2 separate regions of the Callithrix jacchus genome follow, and region 1 is linked to region 2. The links are chromatin contacts, called in public Hi-C maps. All regions are on one chromosome and are shown on one strand. The core of a region is the stretch at or near the end of the contact, and the rest is flanking DNA. Distances in the headings are between cores, read along the strand shown.

Evidence for each region. Hi-C and Micro-C count contacts between places; a contact is called where the count stands out from the background.
Region 1: a contact with region 2 is called in a Hi-C map of induced pluripotent stem cells, with 2.2 times the contacts expected there. The contact joins the promoter of CHRNA3 here to the promoter of SKIC8 in region 2. A contact is called at or near these places in 2 of 3 Hi-C or Micro-C datasets (induced pluripotent stem cells and skeletal muscle).

Annotation. Positions count from the first base shown.
Region 1 is chr8:25,994,515-25,997,214 of calJac240_pri, forward strand. CHRNA3 (cholinergic receptor nicotinic alpha 3 subunit) reads right to left here and starts at 1,372. Exons shown (of 6, transcript XM_017966215.4): 1 at 1,096-1,372. The coding sequence starts at 1,246.
Region 2 is chr8:25,648,497-25,651,196 of calJac240_pri, forward strand. SKIC8 (SKI8 subunit of superkiller complex) reads right to left here and starts at 1,423. Exons shown (of 11, transcript XM_078334017.1): 1 at 769-1,423.

The DNA.
Region 1 (2,700 bases), core at 122-2,621, 350 kb after region 2:
TTGCTGATGCTGTCTTCACATCCCGATCAATGACTTTGACCTCTCAGCAACCCTTGGGCACCCTCTTTGTTTCTAAGCCACACCCCAGCACAGGTGAGGCATACGGAGTCAACTGTCTTCCAATTCCCACGTACAGATCTGGCGGCAGCTTGGGGAGGCAGGAGGAGAACCCTCTGGGAAGCTGAATCCAACTTCCTCAGGTCTTGAAGTTGGATTTTTGCCTGTTCTCCCCCTCCTCTTCCCCAGAGTGAAAGGAGGGTCCCAGGCAGGAGCTCGGTTGAGAACGTGTGGCGTTCTGAATAGTGGAGGCCTCGGCACCGAGGGCAGAAAGCGCTCTGGGCGCACAGCCGCACAGCAGACCGCCGGCCCGGCCCGCCAGGAACTCCCTGCAGCCCTGCCTGGTCCCGGACCCTCGCTATCCACCAGCCCTCCCAGGCACTCAAGAGCCTCCCAGCGGCGGGCCAGGGCCCGCTTCCCCCAGCAGGCTGGTCTGGAGAGCGGGAGGAAGCCGGGAGGCGCTGTCCGGGTGGAGGGTCACACAGCGACGCAGCCTGGGGCGCGGGGCGACGAGGACAGGAGGAGAGGCTGGCGCGCCGGCTCCAGCCCCAGTCCCGAGGCGACTCCCCTCTCCCCCAGGTGGCCTTGGCGAAGTCTTTAGCCTTCTCCGGCTACAGTTTTCCCTCTGTCAGTCAAATGAGGAGGTGGGCTGGATGCAGACGGTGGAGCGCCAGGCGTGGGCGCGACAGTTCGGGAGTCAGTGCGCGGGGCCGGGCGACCGTCAGCGCGGGGACGCGAACCCCCAGTTCCTGTGCCCAAGACAAAGGACCCGGTCCCGACCGCCGCATCACCCCGCGCCTACCAGCGCCCGCCAAGTGACTCCCAGGTTTGCTGGTGGCTAGGGGTGGGGAGTAAGCCGAAAGGGAAAAAGCTACCCCACCCAAGTCGCCGCCGCGCGGGAGCGGGTCTGCGCGGGTTCCGAGTCCCCGGGACCGCGCCCGCCCTCTCCGCTCGCCGGCGCGGTGCTCTCACCGGCAGCGCCTGAGACCCCGCGCCCACTCCCGCGTCCCTCCGGAGCCCTGACGCCGGTGCGCTTACCTGGCAGCAAAGACAGCAGCAGCAGCAGCCGCGGCGACGACAGCGCCCGGGGCGGCGAGAGCGGGCGGAAGCCCATGGCTGGTGGCCCGGCTGGCCGCGGACTCGGACAGTCGGAGCGGGCGCGGCGGGCGCAGAGACGGCCTCTCCCCATGCGGCTCCAGCGCAGACCCCGGACCCGGAGCCGTGCGAGCCGGGACGTGCGGGACTCCTCTCCGCTTCGCTGCCGCTGGGTTTCCGGCGCCCTCGGACCCGCGGGAGGACAAGAACCACCGGAGTCAAGCAGCGCTGAGCGCGGGCGCGGGAGTTGGTGGGGTGGGGCGGGCGGGGCGTGCGCGCTCTTGGGAAGGGGCTCCCGGCCCGAGTCCCCAGCGCCAGGCGGGCTCCCTCTGCGCGGGGCGGGGCGCCCCGGACGGCCGCGCCCGACCAGATCCGAGGTGCTGTCACCACCTCGAGGAAAAAAGAGGGACCCAGCCTCTCTGTCCCTGGCTTCCGGGGCGTGTGCAGCTGCCGCCGGGGGTTGGGACCACCGGGCCAGGCGCTGTAGGAGAGGCGCTAACACACTCTGGGAAGGAGGCCCTCACGCATTTCATGCTGTTAAGTAACTGTTAAATATTTTAGATGTCGTACTGGTAGTTTTTTAAGTCCTTATAGTTTAGGGACGGGTAGAACTCAGCTGAAACAATACTGGCCGCGAGTTGCTCATTGTCGAGGCAGGATGATGGTACCTAGAGGTTGGGTATACTGTTCTCTTTCCTTTAGAATTTGTTTGAATTGCTGCTTAATGAAAAGTTAAAGAAAGATAAAGAAGACAGAATTTAAAATGAGGCTTCATTTGCTCTTTTTCTTCTTTTTCTGAGACAAAGTCTCACCCTGTCGCCAGGGCTACAGTGCGGTGGCTCCATCTCGGCTCACTGTAGCCTCCACGTGCCTGGCTCAAGTGATCCTCCCACCTCAGCCTCTGGGGCAGCTGGTACTACAGGCAGGCGCCACGGCGTCTAGTTAATTTTTAATTTTGTGGAGAGGGACATCTACCTATGTTGCCCAGACTGGTCTGGAACTCCTGGGCTTAGCAGTTCTCCTGCCCTGGCCTCCCAAAGTGCTGGGATTTCAGATGTGAGGCACTTTGTATGCCTCATTTGCTCTTCTGATAGAGCAATCTGAGAGGGCACTGGGGTTCTCACCCTAGTCCCCTGCGGAATCCCTCTGTCCCCTTCCCCATCACCATCTGCAACCCCAGGAATGTGCACTGATTGGCCAGGCAGGGGGCCTGGGAGCCTCCTGCCCTCACTGACCACCCACCAGGGATGGGGGGCAGCTTGATGCTGGCTTCTTTGACATCCCTTTATCACAGGGGGAAGTTCTGTTGTAAACTCTCTGCCTGGCATTCAGCAAATTGTGAGTTGCCTTTATTGTTTCCAGAATGTGCTGCCTACCCATATTAAAACCAAACAAAAAGAGACAGTGTGTGGAATGGAAAATGTTTGTAAGAATTGGCACCCACTTCTCAGGCTCCCAATTAGAGCATTCTCATCTCCTGGCAAATGTCCCTCATTGGGACAATATTGTAAGTCATATATCCAACAAAGGGCTTGTATCCAAAATGTA
Region 2 (2,700 bases), core at 173-2,672:
TAACCTGTATAAGAAAAAACACAGTAGCAAAGACCTGGAACCAACCCAAATGCCCATCAATGACAGACTGGATAAAGAAAATGTGGCACATATACACCATGGAATACTATGCAGCCATAAAAAAAACCATGAGTTCGTGTCCTTTGCAGGGACATGGATGAAGCTGGAAACCATCATTCTCAGCAAACTGACACAAGAACAGAAAACCAATCACCGCATGGTCTCACTCATAAGTGGGTGTTGAACAATTTGAACACATGGACACAGGGAGGGGAATATCACAAACTGAGGCCTGTTGCAGGGTGGGGGATCTAGGGGAGGGATAGCAGGGGGTGGGGCGATTGCGGAGGGATAACGTTAGGAGAAATGCCTAATGTAGTGACCAGAGGATGGATGCAGCGAGCAACCATGGCATATGCATACCTATGTAACAATCCTGCACAATCTGCATGTGTACCCCAGAACTTAAAGTATAATAAAAAAGAAAGAAAGAAAGAAAAAACATAGTATAGATGCTCCTCAACTTACAATGGGGGTACTTCCCAATAAAGCTATGTAAAGCTGAAAAATTCTAAGTCAAACCACGGTAAGTCAGTCAGGGTCCTTCTGTATATATAGGGTTCTGTACTATCCGCGACTTCAGACATCCACTGGGGGTCTTGGAATGTACACCCCTCAGATAGGGGAACTACTATTTTCTTATGATCAGTTCCACTTTTCTAATAAGAATGGATACAAGCTATAGTATAGGCAACCAAGATACACTACCTCTTACTTCAGGGTCTTATGAAGGTCAGAACTAAGAGACTTTAGACCTCAGCCCTCTCTTGCCATCTTCTCTCTCTGGTACACTTTTCCCTAGTTTTCCCAGACAGAATTAATCACTGGCTCAGTGTTTCCAAGGAACACTGCAGATGCCTCTATGAAACTACTCGGGCAAGTCAACAGCCCACAGTATTGCAGGGTACTTGGATTAAAGCGAACCCAGCCTCTGTATGTACCTGTCGAGCACGCTACCTAAGAAGACAGCGTGGCCCACCACTGGGAAACTTCGACTCCAACAGTCCTCCCACCCACGGATAAATGATCTCCTCCGCAGAGACAGCAGCCCTAAGTTCGGTGCTGTCCAGAACATTCTCAGGACGCAAAAGGAGGCCACCTACGGGCCTCCCCCTCTCTGCTCAGGCCCCGTACAGAGGGGCAGCCAGGGCAAATGGGATCATGGAAGCCACCCTAGGGTCCCAGGGCCTGGAGCGTCCCTGAAAAGACCTGCTTACAGGCAGCCTCAGACCTAACCTTGCTCACCCATCCTCTGGCCCGGGCCGTCAGCGGCCCTAACGGCCACCATCCCCAACCGCCGCGGGCTCTAACTCACCACTGCACTGCCAAGATGCACGTCGGAAGCCGGGCTCCGCGCGACTCCGACGCGCAAAGATGAGCTCATGGAGGGGGCGGGGCATAGCGCCGGCCCCGCCCTCAAGGCGTGGAGCGTGTCTCAGCGCCCTCCGCCGTCCCTAGGCGGGGCGCAGGGCAGACACGGAGGAGGGTGGGCGGAGAGAGGAGGGAGGAAGCCACGCCCTGCTTCCAGAGGCGTGGTCACCTAACGCTCCCGGAAGCGCAGACGTTTAGCTTTTGACAAATGCAGAGTTAGGTGCTTGCTATGACGCCTAAGCTGGTCTGGAAATCTTGAGGTCAAGCGATCCTCTCACCTGGGCTCCCAAAGTGCTGGGATTATAGGCTTGTACTTTTGAGATTGGACTAAAGGTAATGACTTCTGTTTCATTTTGTACTTTTGAGATTGGACTAAAGGTAATGACTTCTGTTGCTAAAATAAATTAAGTGAAATCGAGCGTTGCCTTTCAAACTGCTAGTCATGACCCATTAGCGTGACAGATATCAGTTTAATAAGTTGTCACTGACATTTTTTTTTTTTGAGAGCCGGGCGGGGTGGCTCAAACCTGTAATCCCAGCACTTTGGGAGCCCAGGTGAGAGGATCGCTTGAGCTCAAGATTTTCAGACCAGCTTAGGCGTCATAGCAAGACTTAGTGTCTACAAAAATTAAAACAATTAGCATGTACCTGCAGTTCCCGTTACTTGGGAGGCTGAGGCAGGAGGATCGCTTGAGCCCTGGAGATTGAGGCTACATTGAGCTGTGATCACACCACAGCACTCCAGGGTGGCTCACGCCTGTAATCCTAGCACTTTGGGAGTGGAAGATGGGTGGAACACTTGAGGTCAGGAGTTTGAAACTAGTCTGGCCAACATGGTGAAACTTCGTCTCTAGTAAAACATAAACGAAATTAGCCGGGCATGGTAGTACCTGCTTGTAATCCTAGTGACTCGGAAGGCTGAGGCAGGAGTATTGCTTGAACCCAGGAGGCAGAAGTTGCAGTGAGCCTAGATCATGCCATTGCACTCCAGCCTGGGCAAGAGAGCAAGACTCCACCTCGAACAACAACAAAAAAGAGATGGGAAGAGGCCCATGCCCCATTATGAAGAGGCTGCCCTTGCAGCTCAGGCGAGGTGGCTCACTCCTGTAATCCCAGCACTGTGGGAGGCTAAGGTGGGAGGATTGCTTCAGGCCAGGATTTCAAGACCAGTCTGGGCAACATAGTGAGACCCAATCTCTACAAAAAAATTTAAAGTTATAGACGCGGTGGTGTGCATGTGTAGACCCAGCTACTCAGGACGCAGAGGTG